Regions from separate parts of the Mus musculus genome. Here regions 2, 3, 4, 5 and 6 are each linked to region 1. The links are chromatin contacts, called in public Hi-C, HiChIP or PLAC-seq and promoter capture Hi-C maps. All regions are on one chromosome and are shown on one strand. The core of a region is the stretch at or near the end of the contact, and the rest is flanking DNA. Distances in the headings are between cores, read along the strand shown.

Evidence for each region. Promoter capture Hi-C pulls out the DNA fragments that hold promoters and counts their contacts. Hi-C and Micro-C count contacts between places; a contact is called where the count stands out from the background. HiChIP or PLAC-seq counts read pairs in DNA pulled down with a chosen protein or histone mark.
Region 2: a contact with region 1 is called in an H3K4me3 HiChIP or PLAC-seq map of stem cell-derived neural progenitor cells, with 2.4 times the contacts expected there. The contact joins the enhancer-like site here to the promoter of Txn2 in region 1. A contact is called at or near these places in 6 of 39 promoter capture datasets (the 3T3-L1 cell line, 3T3-L1-derived adipocytes, the C10 cell line and 3 more), 1 of 15 datasets of contacts at CTCF or cohesin (pro-B cells), 2 of 484 Hi-C or Micro-C datasets (myocytes and regulatory T cells) and 2 of 115 datasets of contacts at active chromatin or transcription factors (astrocytes and stem cell-derived neural progenitor cells).
Region 3: a promoter capture Hi-C map of liver shows a contact between it and region 1, with 5 times the contacts expected there. The contact joins the promoter of Ncf4 here to the promoter of Txn2 in region 1. A contact is called at or near these places in 16 of 39 promoter capture datasets (the 3T3-L1 cell line, 3T3-L1-derived adipocytes, the C10 cell line and 9 more), 2 of 15 datasets of contacts at CTCF or cohesin (the G1E-ER4 cell line and embryonic stem cells), 19 of 484 Hi-C or Micro-C datasets (the AML12 cell line, B cells, the Ba/F3 cell line and 7 more), 5 of 115 datasets of contacts at active chromatin or transcription factors (T-cell acute lymphoblastic leukemia, bone marrow-derived macrophages, effector CD8 T cells and 2 more) and 2 of 9 other capture datasets (liver and macrophages).
Region 4: a contact with region 1 is called in a promoter capture Hi-C map of 3T3-L1-derived adipocytes, with 4 times the contacts expected there. The contact joins the promoter of Pvalb here to the promoter of Txn2 in region 1. A contact is called at or near these places in 7 of 39 promoter capture datasets (the 3T3-L1 cell line, 3T3-L1-derived adipocytes, HPC-7-derived erythroid cells and 3 more), 1 of 484 Hi-C or Micro-C datasets (the HL-1 cell line), 3 of 115 datasets of contacts at active chromatin or transcription factors (bone marrow-derived macrophages, embryonic stem cells and oligodendrocyte precursor cells) and 2 of 9 other capture datasets (embryonic stem cells and pancreatic islet).
Region 5: a contact with region 1 is called in a Hi-C map of liver, with 1.6 times the contacts expected there. The contact joins the promoter of Mpst here to the promoter of Txn2 in region 1. A contact is called at or near these places in 14 of 39 promoter capture datasets (the 3T3-L1 cell line, 3T3-L1-derived adipocytes, the C10 cell line and 9 more), 5 of 484 Hi-C or Micro-C datasets (the G1E-ER4 cell line, erythroblasts, granulosa cells and 2 more), 4 of 115 datasets of contacts at active chromatin or transcription factors (astrocytes, memory CD8 T cells, pancreatic cancer cells and 1 more) and 2 of 9 other capture datasets (adipose tissue and embryonic stem cells).
Region 6: a promoter capture Hi-C map of hippocampal neurons shows a contact between it and region 1, with 4 times the contacts expected there. The contact joins the promoter of Csf2rb here to the promoter of Txn2 in region 1. A contact is called at or near these places in 10 of 39 promoter capture datasets (the 3T3-L1 cell line, the C10 cell line, the HPC-7 cell line and 5 more), 4 of 484 Hi-C or Micro-C datasets (cerebral cortex and embryonic stem cells) and 1 of 9 other capture datasets (liver).

What each region holds. Positions count from the first base shown.
Region 1 is chr15:77,927,734-77,931,211 of GRCm38.p6, reverse strand. Txn2 (thioredoxin 2) reads left to right here and starts at 2,218. Exons shown (of 4, transcript NM_019913.5): 1 at 2,218-2,305; 2 at 3,258-3,478. The coding sequence starts at 3,258.
Region 2 is chr15:78,367,203-78,370,532 of GRCm38.p6, reverse strand. No RefSeq gene overlaps it. Among named protein-coding and RNA genes, the nearest start is that of Mir7676-2, 20 kb to the right of the region's middle. Within about 2 kb of position 1,337, at least 62 of the 459 cell types and tissues checked have an H3K27ac peak or open chromatin away from gene starts, as enhancers often do. A contact at or near this core is called in astrocytes and stem cell-derived neural progenitor cells, where this site is marked.
Region 3 is chr15:78,243,140-78,246,846 of GRCm38.p6, reverse strand. It overlaps Ncf4 (neutrophil cytosolic factor 4), which reads right to left and starts at 2,036. Exons shown (of 10, transcript NM_008677.2): 1 at 1,760-2,036. The coding sequence starts at 1,791.
Region 4 is chr15:78,202,644-78,206,021 of GRCm38.p6, reverse strand. It overlaps Pvalb (parvalbumin), which reads left to right and starts at 1,785. Exons shown (of 4, transcript NM_001330686.1): 1 at 1,785-1,937; 2 at 3,369-3,378. The coding sequence starts at 1,877.
Region 5 is chr15:78,404,901-78,408,343 of GRCm38.p6, reverse strand. It overlaps Mpst (mercaptopyruvate sulfurtransferase), which reads right to left and starts at 1,632. Exons shown (of 3, transcript NM_001162493.1): 1 at 1,600-1,632. Tst (thiosulfate sulfurtransferase, mitochondrial) reads left to right here and starts at 2,479. Exons shown (of 2, transcript NM_009437.5): 1 at 2,479-3,105. The coding sequence starts at 2,511.
Region 6 is chr15:78,324,330-78,328,139 of GRCm38.p6, reverse strand. It overlaps Csf2rb (colony stimulating factor 2 receptor, beta, low-affinity (granulocyte-macrophage)), which reads right to left and starts at 2,150. Exons shown (of 14, transcript NM_007780.4): 1 at 2,042-2,150.

The DNA of each region.
Region 1 (3,478 bases), core at 969-3,468:
AGGTGGTGACCTCTGTACTATCTGTTTGATCAAGACCACACCAGATCCTTCCCCCAGACTCTTAAGATGTCACGTGTAAGTTAATCTATAGAACCCATCTTTATGGAAGACATGACGAGTACTTTACAAAAAAAAATTCAATGCAGTCATGTCTTAAGCTTTATTGTGCACCTGGGACTGAGCTAATTATCACCCGGAAATTTTGATCAAATCGTGTTGTACTTAAATATGCCTAAAATAAACCTCCCAGTGTCGAACTCTCAAAGTCTGACCCAACACCAGCTACTGAGTCGTGTTGAACTAGGCTGCCTTCCTGCCTCATGCAGATCTTGGATCATTACTCTGCGGGCCAAAGTGTTTGCACACACACACACACACACACACACACACACACACACACTTCAGGGCTGACGAAAGAGTGAGAAAAAGTGGGGATGCAGCTCAGCTGACAAAATGCGTGCTTAGTTCAGTTCCAGCACCACCTAAAACTTAGTCTGGGTTAAATGAGACTCTATCAAAGAAAGAAAGAAAGAAAAGAGGTGCAGAGGATGGAGGGGAGATGGAGAGAGAACAGAGGTAGAAAGAGAGGAGAGAAAAAAGAAGTAAGAAGACAGAGAGGGGGAGAGAGGGAGGACAAAAGTAAAAGAGAGAGGGCTGGAGAGATGGCTCAGTGGTTAAGAGCACTGACTGCTCTTCCAGAGGTTCAATTCCACCACATGGTGGCTCACAACCATCTGTAATGGGATCCGATGCCCTCTTCTGGTGTGCCTGAAGACAGTGACAGTGTACTTATATACATAAAATAAATACATCTAAAAAAAGAAAAGAAACAGATAACAAAACAATGAACAGAGACTGGTGGCTGTCAGTTGCAAAGACGAGGGCTGACCTCCACTGGAGCAGACAGAAAAGGGACCCAGAGACAGTGCAGAATCTAGTACCTAGTAGCACTTTTCTCAGAGAGCTCTGGGAGAGCCTTCCAGGCACAACTGCAGATGTAGAACACAAAGACGCCTCAGCAAACCACTAATTATTGAGAGAGTGGGTTAAAATAGGGTGGTAGATGGAGTCCATCTGCTGGGACACATCACATAACCCCTCTGACAGAAACCACTTGCTGAGGTGCGCAAAGATTCTCAACTTAGTGTCTATTGAACAGCCTCTCTGTGCTGGGCATTGTACCAGGTTGGCGCTAAGTATATGCAGATGAGACAACCACAAGTCCCTACTCTCAGAAAGAGACGTTGTCCATGTGTTCTGGAGGATTATAAAGCAGGCGCTAGTGAGAAGAAAGCAGTACTATTCAGAGAAGATAAGGTGAGCAGGTGTTCTAAGTACCCAGAGACAAAGTTCAAAGTGAGCAAAGGTATGGAAGGGAAGGTGGACAGCAACGTGTTCCCCGATCGTAAGGGGCTGGAATACTGGTTACAATATGCATAAATGAGGGACTTACACCTCAGTCACTCATGCCAGTGGGAATGGAGAGAAAGCCCTACACTTTACCTTGGATAGTGCTTCCTTGACAGTTCCAAAAAGTAAGACATGACAGTACAAAAGGTAAGGGCTTTAGAAGTACCGCCAGCCCTTAGGGGCAGAGGGACTTGCTCAATCATAAGAAGTTAGGTTGGGCAGAAAAGAATCAAAAACGGCAGAATAACCCCTTAATGCGACATGTGTACACACACACACACCACACACACGACCGGATCTCACGTAGTTCCTAAGTATCGAGGATGACTTTGAACTCCTGAGCCCTCCGGGGTCCTGGGATTAGGTGTGTGCCATCACACCCAGTTTACTTGGTATTGAGAAGCCAGGCTTTGGGTGTGCTAGACAGGAATCCAATTGAGCCATAACCCCAGCCCGGGAATCTCTTCCTTTTAACACTAAGCTTCTGTCGAGAACAGAGCTTCCTCGGCATTAAAGTGAACACAGCCTTCCAGCCCTTTCCAGAGCTCAGATCCAAGGGTGGGCAATGCCAAGAGGCGCAACACAGCAGGAGCTTGTTCCAAAGCCACTCCTTCCTTCCCGCCCTCTCACCCATCTCCTCCCTCACTGGTCCCACACATTTTCCGGTCCCTCCTCCACGATCCCATTCCTTCCGGTCGCGCCCCTTCAGCCCTACATTTTTCCGTCCTCCTCATTGGTGAAAAAAACCGAGCCGCCCCCAAGTTGCAGAGAAACGTCGTCCGCATAGTCTTTCCCGGAAATGACGCTAGACCTGCCCCTGAGGAAGTGACAACAGGAGTGCCCTTGACGGGCAGGCCGGCTGGGCTCTGCATCCCTCTGCTCGCACTGCCGGGAGGTAGGAGCCCTTGCGGGGTGGGCTGAGCCGGGCTGGCGGCGCGCTTCTCTGCAGGAAGGCGATCGGCAGGGGGATGCCCCTAGAGGGAGGAGGTGGCCTTGGCAGCTGCACGTCCTGTGCTCCCAGTCTCCCTGTCCCCCACCCTCCCCAACACGTGTCCATTCTTTGGGCTTCCCTCCGTACACATGCCACCCGCTTCACTTTGGTACCCCATGGCCGGTTCCTACGCCTCTCAGTTCCTCCTTCCGTAGTTGGGAGTCTTCTTCGCTCATTCTTCGACAGCTTCCCTTTCCTTAATTTCCCATAAAAACACTTTTTTAAAAGAATGACTGATAAAAATTTTACAGACGGCCTTGGGTTCCAATTAGCTGTACTTTAAAAACTGGCCTACGTTGGGCATGGCACTTAACCTACCTGTTGCCCTGAGTATGGACGGTATTATAAGGTTTCTTCAGAGTTGATCAGAGAGAGCCAGTGATGTGTGTGTGTGTGGGGGGGGGGGGCATTGGGCTATACACAGTGATGTAAGGCACTTGAGCCTTGTCCCTCCCTCCATTGACCTTTTATAATTCCACCTCAGCCTTGATTTCTTTTTGGCTGTCAACCCAGTTTTTCTGCCCTTCTAACTTAACGTCTATTCAGTGATGCTGACTCCTTACTCACCTCTAGATATTTTTTTTTTGTTGTCGTGGGGAGGTTTTAGAGACCAGGTTTTATTGTCTAGCCCAAACTGACCTTGCCTTATATCACCTGCCTCGCCTCCCAGGAGGAGGATTGACAGGTGGGCCCCACCACACCTGGCCTTTGAAAATCATATATTACAGTATTTCCATGCATCTTGCTTCCAATTCTGTATGTTCCCAACACCTCATTATTCCAGAATTCTTTGTTTTCCTAGTGTGTTGACTTCCTATTGCATGGCCCCAGCTCTTCCTGCCTCTTGCTCCCACAGATGGCTCAGCGGCTCCTCCTGGGGAGGTTCCTGACCTCAGTCATCTCCAGGAAGCCTCCTCAGGGTGTGTGGGCTTCCCTCACCTCTAAGACCCTGCAGACCCCTCAGTACAATGCTGGTGGTCTAACAGTAATGCCCAGCCCAGCCCGGACAGTACACACCACCAGAGTCTGTTTGACGACCTTTAACGTCCAGGATGGACCTGACTTTCAAGACAGAGT
Region 2 (3,330 bases), core at 88-2,587, 440 kb before region 1:
CATCCACAGGCAGGAAGCGGTTGGGGAAGGTCCACCTCTGTGGGTGGCCATAATCCAATTGTTGAGAGTCCCAGGGAAGGAAGCAGAGCTGAGTGTGAGTGCTTAGTGTACTCTCTCCTGTTTATTCAGGCCACGGCCCCAGCCTATAGGATGGTACCACTGCTAATTAGTCTTCATACATTGATCACCCCAATCTAGATCATCTCTCATTGACACGCTCATAGGTTCATTTCCATGGCGATCTTAGATGCAGTCAAGTTGTCAAGATTAGCCATCATACCTGGTGCCCTGGGACTTTGGTATGATGAGTTCATTGTACCTACCAGCTTGATCCATTGAGGCAAAAAACAATGGCCTCCTGGCCTTTTGATTTAATATTACTGACAAAGGGGAGGAAGTGACTCACTTCTCCTTTTGATTGGCTGGACCTTTGAATGGATGAATGGGGGTATAGAAGGGGAGAGTGGGGACTCTGGGGACAAATGTGGTCAGGTCATCTGTATTTGCTGGCTGCTATGAAGCTGTGGTTCTGTTTCTGTTGGTTCTATTTCAAAGGAATGGCTTTCAGGTTCTTGGACCCTCTGAATAGCAGTTGGTCCATGCCCAGCTGGGAGGGACAAAGGAAGGAATGTCCAATTCAAGCCTTGTCAGCTAAGGCTCTGGAAAAGAGGTCAGGAGCATGTGCCCGGTGTTGGCTGGAGTAAGATGCTCAGCCCCCAGTAGCATGGATCTGCCTTGGACTGGCTGTTTAGTTGGAATTTGGGCTTGCTGGGAATACACTCTCATGCTGCCAGAGGCCATGCCAAAGTTCCACTTGTCTGAGTGCAGATAATGGCACTTCTGTGTCTTGCTGTCCCCCAGCTGTCCCAGTCAGAGACATAGGACCTACATTCCAGAACACTGAGGCTTGCTCTCATCACGAGCACTATGTGGCACACAGGGACATATATACACACTGTCGCTGCGGTAGCTAAACAGAGGTATAGTGGCTCTTACAAACAGGTGTGCAATACTGTGGCATGTACACCAACATGTGTGTCTGTTCACATCTGGATATTAACACAACAGAGGCATTCATTGTTAGCGTCCACCCAAATACAAGTGTGCAAGAAGGGACAGCCTCACACTACTTTTTCCTCCTCTTCCTCCTCATCCCCCCTCCTCCTCCTCTTCTTTTTAGACTAACCAAGTGCACTAGTTAAAAGGGGGAGGGTAGAACATGGAGTTCTATCTTTAACTGACTGTGAGCAATCGGTTGAGATAACTCACCACCTCTGGACCTGTCCACACTAGGTTTAATGTTCTATCTACAGTTAGGGTTTTGCAATTCCTTGCAATGTTTGCACAAGAGGTCCGAGTTTCCGTTTGGCCCTGAGCTCTGCATAGATGCACCCGCACAGCTCATTCTGCTTGCTCTTTCCTTGTCTTGACCACCAGACTTCAAAGGCTTCAGAGATCTGCAGCGGGAGGGTCTGACGCCGCAGAGTTGAAGTAATGCAGGGTGCTGACCTCTAGGTGGCAGCACCATTCCGATCAAACCTCAGTGGGCTGCAGAGGGGAGAAAACTGGCCCCTCAGATAGGGGTTTGAGGTGGCCCCAGGATCCACTGTCCCCCACTCCCTGCCCCCGAAAGCTTGAGGTTTACCAAAGTAACTGCCCTAGAGGGAATTACCTGATCCATTCTTCTACCAAGGAATCTTTAATAGCTTTCTTTAAAAAATCTAATTACAAGTCATGGATAGTGGTGCCACACCTTTAGCTCTAGCTCTTGAGAGGCAGACAGACTGATTTCTGTGATTTCAAGGCCAGCCCTGGTCTGCATAGAGAGTTCTAGGACATCCAGGGTTTTGTAGTGAGACCCTTGTCTTCAAACAAACAAACAAACAAACAAATCTGATTACAAACGCAACACATTTTATTTTAGAAAACAGAACACATACACACAGATGTATGTATGTGCATGTGTGTGCATGGGAGGTGGCATTTGTGCATGTGAACGCTGGTGCCTCTGGAGGCTAAAAGAAGGTCAGACCCCTTCAAGCTGGTGTCTCAGGTAGCTGTGTACAGGGAACTAAATGTAGGTCCTCTTCAGCAGCAGGAAGTGCTTTACCCACAAGCCATCTCTCCGGACCATATGTGGTTTTAAAAATGCCTTTGGCTTTTTCTATCTTTCTTTCCACCACATCTTTGGGATTTGGTGGGCACCCCCTCCCCCAGGCCCCAATTCAGGATTCAAGTTAGAAACCAGGAGAAAGGCCCAAGTCCTTGAAACTCTCCCCACTCCTCAGGCACTGTTCTGTTGAGATCTCCACACAGACCTCCTCTCTATCCAGGTTTGAATGTCCACTAGGGATGACCGAGGTTCCCTTCTGAGATCTCTTCCAGATGGCAGAGGTTTCTCACAGTCTCTTCCTTAGAGGCCTGTCTCGTTCCCCTGTGGGCTGCTTTTGACTCAGACTTAACAGGCAGAGGGAAGGAGTAGCCATCTCTCTCAGAAGGCACCTGCAGCTGATGTGTGGGCACAGATGAGTTGTTCTCATCACTCTTGGGAGATATTAAAAGCCATACTTGCCATGGTGTCAATGTGGCTGGACTGGGGACCATCTAGGAAGCTTCATTTCTGGTGTATCTGGGAGGGGGTTTCCAGAGGAGACTGTCGTGTCAGTGGATTGAGTCTGGGATGATCCACCCTTGTGGGCAGCCACCATCCAATAGGCTGGAACCCCAGATAGAAGAACAAAAGGCAGAGGACAGACATCTTTCCCTCTCCTGGAGCAGGGACACTCTTTCTGCTGCCCTGAGATACCACACCTTTACAAAAACCCCTTCAGTCCCAACTGCAGGATTTATAGGAATAGACCTCCTAGTCCCAGCCTGTGAGTCTAGATTGAACATTACAGGACGTGTTTAAATGTGTATTGAGCCAAGATAGGAAATCCCAGTGTCTCCAGCTTGAAGAGAGCCCGCTGAGGCTTTGCAGGGTCCATAATCACGTAAAGTAATCCCCCAGACACCATTTCCTCTCCTTCTTTTCTATTTGCTTGTCTTTCTAGAGCAGTAGCCCTCGACCTGTAGGTTGTGACCCTTTTGGGGTCAAATGACCCTTTCATAGGGATCACCTAAGGCTGCCATAAACCGCAGATATTTACATTACAATTTATAACAGTAGCAAGATTACAGTTATGAAACAGCAACAAAAATAATTTTATGGTTGAGGGTCGCAACATGAGGGACAGTATTGAAGGGTCACAGCATCAAGAAGGTTGAGAGCCGCTGCTTTAATGAGCCCTGGCTAAGGACATTCACCTCTCAAGGGTGTGTGTCCAAGTC
Region 3 (3,707 bases), core at 787-3,286, 320 kb before region 1:
AATCCCTGCCACCCCATAAGAGCACACTGCATCCCCTAAGCACCCAGAGCGGCGCCAGGCGCCTAGAAGGTCCTGAGCGGCTACTTCCACTTGTCCCAGTGTGAGCCGTCTGCAGCTGAGCTGCCAAGGAGGCTGTGGTGTGGGGAGAGGGAAGGGGACTGGGAAGATAGCTGTCCCCCTCGGACCCCACACGGGTTTTGTTGGGTGGATACCAGGCTCCGTGCACACGGGAGCTACACATGGAGGTCCGCTTGGGGACCTGATCTAGGGGAGTCCTGAAAACTGCAGGTGTGTGGTACCTCAATCACAGTGGGAGCTGGAATGACATGTGGCCATGGGAGCTAAACTCTGCAGCTGCCCTGGAAGAGACACTATATATGATATCTCCTCGTCTGTATCTCTGCCGGACTGGTTCTCAAAGAGGACGCTGGAGATACTGGGTCTGATGGCCCTAGGACCTGGGTCCATGGTCCTATCAGGGGCAGAGGAGGAGAGCCACCCCCCTCAGAGGGCGGGGGAACAGCTGTGGAAAGGGCAGAGTGGGCGGAGGAAACACTGAGCCCTGATAGTCCTTACAGGCACCATCTGAACTCTGCACCCCAAGAAACAAGAAGGGACCCAAGCTTCTAGTGGCTACAGTTTCTAGAAGATTCAAGTTTGCATGTCTGTCAGTCTCCTAGGAGAACTTGGGGGTGAGAAAGGCTGGAGTCATATTATGCAGCCTTACTTAGCACCCCAGTAACACTCTCTATAGCTATGGAAGGACCCCCACCCAACACTAACTCTTGTTACAGACAAACCTCCTCTGACCTTTGACCTACAGGAATCCCATCCCCTTTTCCAGATCCCACGAGTGCTTTGCTCACACCTGGGTCTTGTCAGTCAGACCTGTTCTGGTGACTCTCAAGCAGTTCACATGGACACTTGGCTTCCTAACGTTGCTTTCTGCTTGATCCAGGGGACGGTTCTGTCATTTGGGTCTCCACATGCAGATGGGAACACAGGGCTGTCTCCATAAGAGACACTGAGCAAGTGCTGACTGAATGAGGTGGCCGGGCTTGGGGCCATCAGGTCTCCTTGTCCCTACCTGTATAATGTCAGCATTGTCCAAGATAGATCTGGGTCATTTTTGAGCTCTTAGCAGATGTAGTGAGCTCTCAGTGTGTCCCAGGGCTGTTCGGCCTCCCAGAGACACAACTGTGATCCAAAAAACTAAAACACCCTCAGAGCAGGCAGAGCAAAGACCCGGCCCCCAACATTGTGCCAAGCATCTAAGACCTGTTCAGGACAAGGAAGTGGAGTGAGGGGTCAGACGGCAGAGCCTGGGCTATCTGAACCTAAAGATAGGAAAACGCAGAGGCCAGTTTCAGTCTGAAGGGCAGATGGAAGAGCCGCTCCTGATTGCAGTGTGGAACCAGGAACCCAGAACCCAAGCCTAGCACCCAGGACACCTCTGCTCCCAGGCTCTGCCACCCACTCACCCTGTGGTCCTTGGCCACATCCAAGCCACTCCCCATTCTGAGCCTTAGGCTTCTTACTGGTGCATAACACTGCCGACCTACTAAGTCAAGGTTCTAGAAACATCTGCTGGAGCATGCAGCTCCTGCAGTATCATTCAGCAAGACCTTCAAATTTGACTCTGTGCTGATCCACTGATATCAGGTGACAGGAGGGACAGCCTCTTACTTCCCCATACCCACCCCCCAGGCCTATTGGGATCATTGAGAAAGCCTGGCAGGGAATAGAGGCACACTCTCACCTCTCTGATCGCAGCTGCTGGGCCAGGGCCATGGCTGTGGGTAGTCAGAAAAGCAGATGGATGGGGGCCTTGCCCAACCAGATCCAGGCCGAGTTCACCTCTCACTTCCTCCTATGTGCATCTGAGAGCTTCCTGAAGCTTGGGGTGTCCCCAGGGGCAGCCTTTGAGGAGGTCCCGCCCTGCCCAGCTTCTCTGGACCCTCCTTGAAGTACCTCCTTCAGGCTTTGAGCTGCCTGGCCCTCACACGTCTTCTCAGCCACTTCCCAGCTGCACAGCAGTTGAGGAAGTGGCACCCTTGGGTGCTGGGCTTGCGTGAGGCCACTGGCTTTGGGGATTTCCTCAGTGCCTGTCTCTGGTGCTGAGCTCCACCCACCATAGAGCAGTTTTAGCCCTGGGTAGTCCATCAAGGACACTTGTGGACTTCCTCCTCAGGCTTCTTCCTGAATCCCTTTCTCAAGCATCCAAGACCTGCCATTCATTCCTAAGGTCTGGTGGAGATAGTGCTTTTTCCAGGAAGCTCTCCTGGTCCCCCTCCCTCTTATACTAGGAAGTCATTGTTTTATGCCCCATCTGGGGCTCTGGGCTCTGAGATACCACATTCAGCTCTCCCAGAGCTTCCATCCACACAGAGGCTCTCCTTACAATCTGCCTCCACCTCCCTACTCAGCTCTCAGAAAAGCCCCAAGCCCCCGCTGCTGGCTTCAGAATCCCCAAGGCCCCGTGGGCTGCCTGCTCTCCCAATCTCTCTTCCCTCATTGCCACCACATTCCCAATGCTCCTCTCCTATCTCCTGTAGGTCTCAGCTCAGAAGCTGCCCTCTAAGAAACAAACCTGTCCTCACCAGACCCTCCCTGCCACTCTCCGGGCTTTTCCTGCGGCAAGCTCTCACCAGCGGGGTTCCCTACCCCAGTGTGTTCCAAACGTGTGTTTGTGTGTTAGGCTTCTTCCAGGCCAGCACTACGCTGCGGACACCCAGATTATGTGAGCAGAAGGAGGAAGTTCTTCGTCAGCTCCTTCTAATGCTTGGTTCTGTAGGGAGCTCTCCAAAGCCTACAGTGAGGATGGGCCCAGCAGCCCAGAGAATGTCCCCCAACCCCCAGCTCCACTTGATGGTATGCTAAGACAGAAGGAGAGATGGCAGCCTGCCCAGCCTGCCTGAATCAGGCTCCTATCTCCCCAACTTTGGAACGTGGCTGTGGGGACAGGGCTTTCCCCCTGAGGAATCTGGAACGGCCTATGTTTCTCACCTTAAATGGGGCTGGATTGGAAGCAGTCTCAGACTCCTCAGGATCTGGCTCCAAGAATATAGAATGTTTTAGGATCCTTACTTTAAAATGTCCCCCCTCCATCCTGTCACCCTGAAGGGATCTTCTGGCCCTGACCCAGCCCAGAGAGGATGAACCTAGAGCTCCCAGGATAGAGTCTGCCCAGTGAGAACTGCCCTCCCCGTGGCCAGGCAGGGCATGGGCTCCTGGGGAGACAGAAACGAGGATGAAGAAAGTCACAGGAGGGGACAGGAAAGTGGGAGAGGGACACTCCACCAGTGACTGCATGTTCATCAAGGCCTTTGCACTGCACAGATAGATCAGGGTGGTAGAGGAACGTAGAATGGACGGTCTGACCTACTCCCAGCACACAGAAGTACCGCAGTTCACAGAGTTAGCTCTTTTAAGCATACAAATCCCTGCTCAAGACAAGGAAAGGTGATCTGAGAGGTCTAAGACGAGCAGGAATTGTACCCATGACTGAGGATGGAGACTGATACCCAGGCCTAGGGAACGGCAAACACATGTGTTACTAAAGATGAGGCTCCAGTGACTGGCCAGAGACCAGATGCAGGTCACATGTCCCACTGCTGGCAGGAAGTCCACCTTGAGCTCTCATGTGAAGCTGGATATCACAGCAAACACCGAAGAGGGTTTCTCAGCCATTGGCCTGGGTGCCCGAG
Region 4 (3,378 bases), core at 536-3,035, 280 kb before region 1:
TGCTTCGCTGAGGATGTCCCAGTGAGGGGACTCAGCAGCAGAGGGAGGAGCAAGGGGAATGGTGAGAACCTTTACCATAAGAGCCAGTATGTGGCTCAGACGCACTGTAGGACTGAGGTTGGGGCATGAGAAAGGATATCTAAGAGGTTTACAGCACACTAAGTCACACCAATAAGCTGACCCTGCTCTGCCTCTGCCTCCATATGGATGGGTCTTCGGGCATTTAGAGACTCCAGGCTCACTATAGCACAAGGGTCTCCAGTTGGAGAAACAGATGCTGTAACTGGGGCCACAGTATAAAGAGAGCCCAGACATTGAACTGTCAACACAGAAGCCTGGCACACTGGAACTGGCAGTCCAGCTGGGAACAAGGGGTAGAGGCTGAGGCCACTAAGTCAACTGAGGCAGGAGACATAGGAGCTAAAGCAGCTGAAGGGTGCAGGACAGCTGGGGGGTCTGAAGTGGGCCTCATGCCCAGAGCTATGAAGTCAGGGGCTGTAGCCTAGGAGCCTTGGAAGCCAGCTGGCAAGCTGTGGCCCAAAGACGCTGACTCACCAGGAGGGGGCAGCTGGAGCCAGGCACTCCTAAGGTTTCCAGGAAGGGCAGCCTTCCAGGGCTCAGCTAGGGGAGACAGTGTTGACAGCAAGTTGTCAGGCAACTTGAGCTACTGGGCAGCTGGGAAGCTGTCCCTTGGTCCCCAGTATCATCATCACCCCAGACGCTGCCCACCTGCCTCAGGTCCCACACAGTGATCCTCCCATCTTTAACACAACACATGACCAGAGAGAAAGGTTATAGCTCAAGGTCATGGGGGGATTCAGCGTGACTCACATTCAGAACTCTATGTGTATGTCTAGTGCTCATATACACTTCGAAGGCTGCTAGCCACAGTCTGAAACTTTGGGAGACCTGAGGGAAGATGGCAGCCTTGTACTCTGGTCCCGTGAGATGAAAAATGTCCTGTTTCCCAGAGGTGATACTCTGATCACAAAACATGGTAATCAAAAAGTATGGTCTGATGGTACTATCCCTTATCCCCCAAATATGACCAACTTGAAAGGTAGATAGCTATGCTGTGGGGCCTCTCTCACCTTAGCCTCCCTAATGGGAATTAGATGAAACACAACTCAGCTGTGTCTGGCCCTGGAGACTAGAAAGTGTGAGAAAAAGAGTCTTCTGGCAGATAAACTGGTGCCCAAAAGGGTCTTCTGACAGATAAACTGGTGCCTTCTTCCTCGCAGAAACCAAATCAAGTTTCAGAATGTGGTCAGGTGAGGGAGGGATGGAGCCCAGACAGAGAGCCTCTGCACAGAGGAGCTCTGATAGTCCAACAACCTCCTCCCTGGGTCCTGTGGCTCAGGTTTCAAGTTCTTAACATTCAGATTTTTCGCGGCATAAATTTGCATCCAGGACAGAAGACAAGAGGGTACTGGAGGCGTGGAGAGACAGAGTGCATAGCCCAGGGGCCACATCGGGGTGGAGGCTGGTCAGCATCATTTTTTCCCCACGCGAGAGGACATTGTCCGAGATGCCCAGATCGGAGCCTCTCTGCCTCCCGTATGCCCTTGACAGCGGCAGAACGCTCCAGTCTCTGCTGGTGGCCCTTTAGATCAGGAGATGGCCCCTGGCGGCGGGGTCCTGGGCGAGCCTCCTGAATGCCCGGACCCCATGGGCATGTGGCCCGCTCAGCTTGGCGGTGCGGCGGGACTGAGCTGCTGAGCTGTGCGCTGAGCCGGGCGCCCCCTGGCGCGGAGCCAGGCCGAGCGGGCGTGCGCCTGGCGCGCGACACTGCAGCGCTGGTCATATGAGCAGAAAGGATGAGGAGAACACTTTTTAATCTTTTCGCACTTGCTCTGCCCGCTCAAACAGTTGCAGGATGTCGATGACAGACGTGCTCAGCGCTGAGGACATCAAGAAGGCGATAGGAGCCTTTGCTGGTGAGCAATGCACCCCCACCCCACTCCCCGCGCCTGGCCCTGTCCCCTTGCCCTCTTCCCGCTTCTGGGGCACCCCTCATCCCTCTGCGAAGCCTCCCCAGTTTCTTCCCTCACGCATCGGGTCTCCATCCTAGGGGGTTAGCTCCTTGGTCCTATGCTTTCCAAGAGCTGCACGGACTGTGCTCCCTGACTGAGTCTCACAAAGTTGAGGGCTCAGAAGAGTGGCCTCTCCGGGAGAACTTGTGGGGGGGTCCAGGACCAAGTGCGAAGACCAGGGAGGAAGAAGCAAGGACCCAGACATCCTCCTCTGAGAAGTGTAGAAGGGTCTGCAAGCCTGGGCTTTCTCTTCAAGAGACCCCTTTCCTTGGCCCCCATTCCCAACAAGACTTTTCCTGGAAGGTAGCCCATTAGTGGAGATCCCCTCCCAGGACAGACATAAGGGCACAGTGACCTTTCTGCATCAGGCACCCAGCCCTGCCCAGCCCGCTGCAGCTCCCCATCTGTACCCCCAGCATCTAATCCTTTTAGGTAGTCCAAGAGAGGGGTACCCACTCGGCTGTGTGATCTCTTTCCTCTAGCTTAGATGTTCTTCCTCTGTCACCCAGGGAGGGAAACTGAGGCTGGGATAAGATTCAAGCTGTACAAGGTCACCCAGTCCAGCACAGGAAGAATGAGATCTGAGGTGGCCTCAGGTCTCAGTGCCCCACCTTGGTGTGTAAAAAGACAAAGCAACTTTTTTTCCCTCCAACTCTGGGCTGAGGGGAGACCATAGTTCTTAAGAGTTTCTGGACAGAGAGGGACATCTATCTGCTTTTTATATAGCTTCCTTCTCCTCCAGACACATACAGGAAGCTCCAAGAAGCCCCCCACCTCCCCCTGGAGCACTATGATAACCCATTCACAGTGCCTTGAGCCACCTTGTCACCCTGAGTATGAAACTCAGCTGAGTTCTTAGAAGTCCTTCATCCCACCCCCAACCACTGGGATGGGTCTCAGAATCTGTGCAGGACTTCTGGGTCCTCCCCTCCCCCTCCCATGATGTGACCTTGACAGAACTATGTCCTCACAGAGTTGATCTTTCTGATCACAGTATGTAGCCAATGAGAGAAAGCCGCCTTTCCATCCATCCTAGCTAGCATCCATCGCATGCCTGTGCACAGCCCACCCAGCCCTCACCCAAAAGGCTTCATAGAAATACAGTTCTCAGGAGGCTGACAGTCTCCCTGTGGCTCATCAGTGTGTGTATGGGGGAACCAAGAAGGGTCGACCTTGGGCAAAGCATCCTTTCCTAGCTGGGCTCCCTCTGTCCTCCTGTTCCCCACAACCATGCAGGTACCCTTTAATAAATGGTACAACATCTCTTTCCCTGACTTTCCCGGTGCCTCTCCCCTGTCCTTCTTTAACCTCCTCTTCCCCCTCAACCCCCAACAGCTGCAGACTC
Region 5 (3,443 bases), core at 383-2,882, 480 kb before region 1:
CAGGGCCTTGTGCTGTCAAGGCAAGCGCTTAATCACGTGAGCTATCATCCCAGCACTTTCCCTCACTCTCTATCCTGGAACTTGAAATTCTCCTCTTCCTACTCAGAGTCCAGAGTGGGGGAGTGGGGGAGTGGGGGTGGGTGGATTACAAGCATATACCACCATGCCAGACTCCAAAACCCACCTCTTAGTGAGAATAAAAACGTGACTATAGAAGGGCCACCACTGACCCTATAAACAGCTTCTTTGAATGATCATTTAGGGAAGTTGAATGCAAACCTGCTATTCCTTCCTTTACTCTCCTAATGGCCCTTGAGTCTACAGCTGGCCTTAGACTTCCAGGGGGTGGGACTTCAAAGGTCTGAGGTCACTACCCTCCCTGCTTGATTGACAGTTATGACAAAAGACCCCAGGCAGCAGAAAGAGAGTCAGAGAGGCTAGGCTATGAGTGCTCATGAGGGGAAGAGACCAGAAAGAGACTAGGTTTCTTTGTGCTTGAAGGGCCAGGATCCCAGGGGAGAGTAGCTCTCTGGAAGTCCATCAGGACATATAGGACAGGCCCAGGCCATCCTAAGTTAGTGTGAGCCTATATATCCCACCCATGGGGGGTGGGGGTTCGGGCACTGAAGAGCATCTCCCTAACTAGACCCTCCTGGTACCTTCTCTTCCCTACTGTCAAGCTCCAGGTGCAGAGTATGCTGGGAAAATGCTAGACAGTGAATTTTTGCAACACACTGTGACAGTATTTCAGGGTAGGATAGATGCTCAAAAAAACAGGGAGGGGAGTTCAAGAGAAAAGCATTCCAGGGGAACAGAATAGACTAGAGAGGGGGTGTACAGCTGGTTTGCAGGAGCCATGCTCTATTTCCAGATATCTTGCTTATTGGGATTTATATAAATTTACAATGAAGTGGTAAAAACTGAAGCCCAAGACGACAACGACGACTACTACTACTACTAAGCATAAGGCTTCAAGGATGGACAGGTAAACCGAGGCAGCTCCCACCACTTTGGGCTTCAGGTGAGAAATTAGTCCCTTTTCCACTACGTGCCTTGGCACCTCCTGGCTCTACCTGTTTCTCCTGTTGGGAGTTCAGCTCAATCCGGCAGGGTCGTGAAGGCACTCGGCAAGGCGGGCTTCATAAATGCTAGTTTTATTTTTATTCCGTTCTGTTACTTTCTCCTCTTGGGGCATGCTAGATCTCCTCACCACAGCTCCTCTGAATTGCTTTGTTTATTCTCTTGCTCCCCCCCCCCAACTTTCTCAGGAGGCATCAGGTCTTTCCAAACCCCATCCACTCACTGCTACCCACCTGTCTCTTATCCCACACCAACCCACAGACGGCCACAAGCAGCCACGGACAGTCTTCCTAAGGCAAATTAGAGGCGCCCTGGAAACTCTTCTCTCATAGACTGCATCCCCTCCTCCACTCCCGCGTGATACCACGCTATGCACCCCCGGAGAAGCACCCTCTCTCACAGAAAAGCAAGTAGGACGCGTTGGGTAGCAGATACCAGGGATTTGCGCTCCCCGTTTCCCAGCTCCGCCATGTCACCCCCTCCCCACGCCCTCAGAGGTTCCCTCCTTCCGCCACCAACCTGCGGCCAGCCAAAGGGAGGAGACTTGGGCACAGCCCACTGTTTGGGCCACTCCGAGACGTTGCACCTTCCATTTCCCGTACTGCGGGGGACGCAGGCGCCATGAAGCCGGGTTGCGCGCTGCCCCAGTGTCACCTCGAGCTTCAAATAGCCCCCTTTATGTATGAGAAGTATTATACGAGGAGGGGCAAACAAGACTCCCGTGCGAAGACGCAGAAGCTGTTCGGAATCCCGACTGTCTACGAGAGAGGTTTCTCTCCTCACCCCCATGGGAGGCGGTACAATGGTGCGGGCCACTTGAGAACCCTCCCGGCTCCTGGTTTGAACCCTCCAGCTTCTTCGGAGCGCAAGGGCGAGTGCCAGCCCAGCTACTTTTGCGACTGAGTGCAGCGAGCCGCCCAGGATGGAGCCGCTAGCTGGGTCCTGGCGAAAGCAGGGCAGAGTGCCTGGAGCCCTTTCACCGGAATTGGACATTCTAGAAGCCAGAGAACTCTGGCTGCAAGAAACGAAAGCAGAAGGGTAATCAGTGCGCCCGGAGAGGCGACTGGAAGGCCATCTCTGACTTGTGTTTGTTTTTCCCATTCTTGAAGACAGAGTCCTGAGCCAGCCCCTCCCACCAATTTGCTGCTATAGTAATGCACCGAAGCTCTTAGCCACGCCCACCTGCCCTCCTAGGCACCAGAAAGGGAGGGCGCCGGGGAAGTGGGAGGGGTGGAGCAGGCTTTCCCTAGGGAATGTGCCAACCTCTCCCACTGTGAGTCTGGCTCTGAGTGTAGTTACGATTGCACGCTGGGAAAATGTAGTGGGAGCAACAGCCCCGCCCCCTGGGCTCCGCCCACCGCACTCAGCCCTCTCAGGCCTGTCTCTTTCCTGGTTCCCAACCGCGCCAGGTGACTCGCAGAACTGACACTATGGTACATCAGGTGCTCTACCGGGCGCTGGTATCCACCAAGTGGCTGGCGGAATCCATTCGGTCTGGCCGCCTGGGGCCCAGCCTTCGGGTGCTGGACGCGTCTTGGTACTCACCCGGGACCCGCCAGGCACGCAAAGAGTACCAGGAGCGACACGTGCCTGGCGCGTCCTTCTTTGATATAGAGGAATGCCGGGACACGACTTCGCCTTATGAGATGATGCTGCCCAGTGAGGCCCACTTTGGGGACTATGTGGGCAACCTGGGCATAAGCAACGACACACATGTGGTGGTATACGATGGAGATGACCTGGGCAGCTTCTATGCACCCAGAGTCTGGTGGATGTTTCGTGTGTTTGGCCACCGCACAGTGTCAGTGCTCAATGGTGGCTTCCGGAACTGGCTGAAGGAGGGCCACCCGGTGACATCTGAGCCCTCGAGGCCAGAGCCAGCCGTTTTCAAAGCCACACTGAATCTCTCCCTGCTCAAGACCTATGAGCAGGTCCTAGAGAATCTCCAGTCTAAAAGGTTCCAGCTGGTGGACTCTCGGGCCCAAGGACGGTACCTGGGCACACAACCGGAGCCGGATATAGTAGGTAGGTGTTCCAGTGGCCCTTGGGAGGATTGCACAACAAAAGGATGGGGAATCAAAAAACCCCTGGATCCCTCAGGCCCTCTAGGTAGACTTGTCTTTCCATCTGTAAAATGGGAGGGTACGGCCAACCTTGAAGTCTTTTATAGCGCTCATACATGGGGGCCCTGTGTGCCATAGCCGGGTGCTAACAAGCTGCCCCTATTAGGTGACTGGGGTCCTGTCCATCCATGGTCCACTTCCAGGCACCAGCGCTCCCACATGCAGTAGATGTACGAAAAGGTGTTCTCTCCACAAGCAGTCATTTGTATGGCTGCACAGAGGTCTACAAATCTCTTCCCA
Region 6 (3,810 bases), core at 901-3,400, 400 kb before region 1:
CCTGGTCAAGAGGGTCTAGACCAGTGGCTCCCAACCTTCCTAATGCTGTGACCCCTTAAAACAGATCCTTATGTTGTGGTGACCCACAACCTTAACATTATTTCATTGCTACTTCAATATTTTCATGTGGTTCTGAGTCGTGATGTAAATATCTGATCTGCTAGACATCTGACAGGAGACTGCCAAGGGGTCCCGACCCACAGGTTGAGAACCATTGTCTAGAGGACTGGCAGCAAGGGAGACAAGCACCCTGTGGCACTCAGGTCCCTTCCTGAAGTGTGGCCAGACCAGAAGTAGTGAAGCAAGATGGCGAACAGGTATCTGTGTACTCAGCAGGTCTGGGTGAAGGGACAGTCCCAGGCCCATGCAACAAGTGGCTTACTATGATTTCTGGTATAGACAGACAGGAGATCCTAGAAGACTTCTCACCAGGGGAAGAGAGAGGTCTAGGGGTCAGAGACAGCAGAGCAAGTGAAGGGGAGCCTTATAGGACAACCTCATTGACAGCCTTCTGGTTCCAGTACAGACATTAGGTTCCAGCTAAAGGTTTGTTAGAGCCAATGGCGGGATACAGTCTGAAGTGGCATTTCAACACATGCTGACAGAGAAGGAGTTTTCTTTTAAAGCTTTTCAAGAGGGCTGGCAAGATGGCTCAGCAGTTAAGAACACTGACTGCTTTTGTGAAGGTCTTGAGTTCAAATCTCACAACCATATGGTGGCTAACAACCATTTGTAATGAGATCTGACTCACTCTTCTGGAGTGTCTGAAAACAGCTACAGTGTACTTACATATAATAAAATAAATAAATTAAAAAAAATAAGGGCTTTTGAAAAAGAGGTAGAGAAAGGGGAGACGCTGCACTACAAAGAAGTGAGTGGAGGTGCCTTTTCCTTCCATTGCCAGATCAGGTTCAAAGGCCCTATGTGCTGGGCGTGAGCAGAGGCAGGGGCCTGAACCTCAGGCAAATTCTTTGCTTAACAGATCACAGAGATTTCTGTCGCACATATGCATGACCTCTGGAATACAGCATGTGGGATATATGGACAGGTTAGTTTATGATCTGTGAGACATGACAGTGGTCTCTGTCAGCAGAGGGGCTGTCTGTGTCCCTGTCTGAGAGCGACTGGTCCCTAGCTATGTGATGAGACACCTACCTTCCGGCACACTAGGTACAGAAGCGACACATCTGGACCCAAATCATCTGTGGTGATTTCAGAGCACAGTATGGTGTGTGTGTGTGTGTGTGTGTGTGCGTGTGCGCGTGTGCGTGTGCGTGTGCGTGTGTGTGTGTTTGTGACAGAGAGAGACAAAGAAAGAGAGAGAGACAGAGTTGGAGAGACAGAAACAGACACACACATAGAGAGAGAAAGAGATAGTCAGAGAGACAGAGACAGAGACAGAGACAGAGACAGAGAAAGAGAAAAACAGAGCTGGATGATCTGGTATATCTCTGGGCACTTCCCAAGTAAGATTGTCAAATTACACCCAGTACCAAGGGAGGTTCTACATCTCTGGTTCTGTCCCCAACACTTCGTCATCCTTGTAGGTAAATTTTCTCTACCCCCTCTCTTTCTCCTCTCTCTGTCCTCCATTTCTAGTTGAAACAGAGGAAGCCATGTCTCCCACTCACCCTGTCCCACAGATGTGTGACCTGAAGCTCAGGACAGGGAATTAAGTAACATATGGATGGCAAAGTTAGAAGGAACACAGTGCTTAGCCCGATATAGAGCTTTAGGGGAGTCCTCCCTGCCACCAGACCTCCAGTGATAAAGCTGTGTCCTCCCGGAGTCCCACAGCCCCAGAGCGTATCCTAACCGTACCTCTTCCAGAGTTCTAACTTTGTTCCCAGCTCCAATGCTCCGGGGTGCCCCTCCTCCACTCACTGACTTGGAGTCTGAGACCTAGTCTTTCTAGAGAGATCAAGTCTGAGGAATACGCTACCCCAGCCCTGTCTTATCCTGTCCTTTTCCACCCTGGAGACCCCCACAGCCCCTGCTTTGCGCCCACCCTCAGCTCTGCATCAGGAAGCCAGCCACTTACCTCTGTGCTTGGGCGACAGGCAGCCTCCTTCGGGAGCCTCCAAGTGCCAGTGAGTTGCAGGCTCTTCCTATTTATCTGTGCCCCATCTGGAGGAAACAGAGAGCAGATTGAGGAAGTTGCCAGTGCCCTTTCGCAAGCAGCTTCGCCTGATTCTCAGAATTGTGGACATTAGCCTCTGATAATACTCACGACATTTAGTTCTGCCAGAGTAGCTCGCTCCCCACCATCTCCCAGTCAGCTCTCATGTGCCCTTCAGGTCTCAGCCTGAAATGGTCTCCTCCACACCCCTCCCTGACTCCTCTGGAGGAAGCAGACACAGAGGGCAATAACCACCTCCCTGCAAGCATGTGCCCAGAGCCAGGCAGAGCTGGGGAGGACCTTGAGGGCACCACTTCTTAGCATGTGGCCTTATGCAAATCAGCTACAGGTGGCCTCTTCAAGTCTTGAGACACCTTGGGGTATTTTTCTAGAAGGACCTACAAACCAGAAAGGTTTTGAGGGTATGCCATTGACATGGAAAACCTAAGTTGACAACAGTCAGTAGGCAGTGGGAGCAGTCTTGATCCCTGGCTGTCAGCTTTGGCTTTCCCTTTTCTGTCCTGCCCTAGAGTCCCTGTTTTCTTCCCATCTTGTCTTCAGAGCAAGTGATGTTTTGTGTCTGTTCCCCTCCCCCAGTGCCCAGCCATGGCCCAGAGGAGGAACACATGACTGGGTATAAAGTGAATGAATGAATGAATGAATGAATGAACAAATGAATAACTTGAGGCTGCTGGGGTTAAGAGGAGGGGAGTGACAAGAAAAATGAAGACTGAAGTGTGACCACTATGCCCCTCCTTAGAAGTGGGAATAAAACACCCTTGGAAGGAGTTACAGAGACAAAGTTTGGAGCTGAGATAAAAGGATGGACCATGTAGACACTAGCATATCCGGGGATCCATCCCATAATCAGCTTCCAAATGCTGACACCATTGCATACACTAGCAAGATTATGCTGAAAGGACCCTGATATAGCTGTCTCTTGTCAGAGTATGCCTGGGCCTAGCAAACATAGAAGTGGATGCTCACAGTCGGCTATTGGATGGATCACATGGCCCCCAATGAAGGAGCTAGAGAAAGTACCAAAAAAGCTAAAGGGATCTGCAACCCTATAGGTGGAACAACATTATGAACTAACCAGTACCCCGGAGCTCTTGACTCTAGCTGCATATGCATCAAAAGATGGCCTAGTCGGCCATCACTCGAAAGAGAGGCCCATTGGACACGCAAACTTTATATGCCCCAGTACAGGGGAACGCCAGGGCCATAAAAGGGGAGTGGGTGGGTAGGGGAGAGGGGGTGGGTGGCTATGGGGGACTTTTGGTATAGCATTGCAAATGTAAATGAGCGAAATACCTAATAAAAAATGGAAAAAAAAAAAAAGAGGAGGGGAGTGAGCCATTCTCTCAGGGCAAAATTTAAAGGGACACCAAAACCCTTTCATAGAAATGAGTGATATTTTAATATAGTAAATAAATTCAAATAAGCATAAAAATACAAGCATTGAAATGTCAGATTTTTTTTAAAAGTAGCTTCAGTGATACACTGGTAATTTCTTATCTCCCAATACAGAGCTACAGAGATAGGAGACCAGACAGTAGGAGAGGGCCCCTGGGCAGGGGGACAGCAGTTAGTTCCAGATGAACAGAAACCTTCCACCAACCTCTGGACTGATTCTATTCTCAGAGATCAGTGTGCCCGAATCGTATACCTCTAATCCACAACACTGCAGA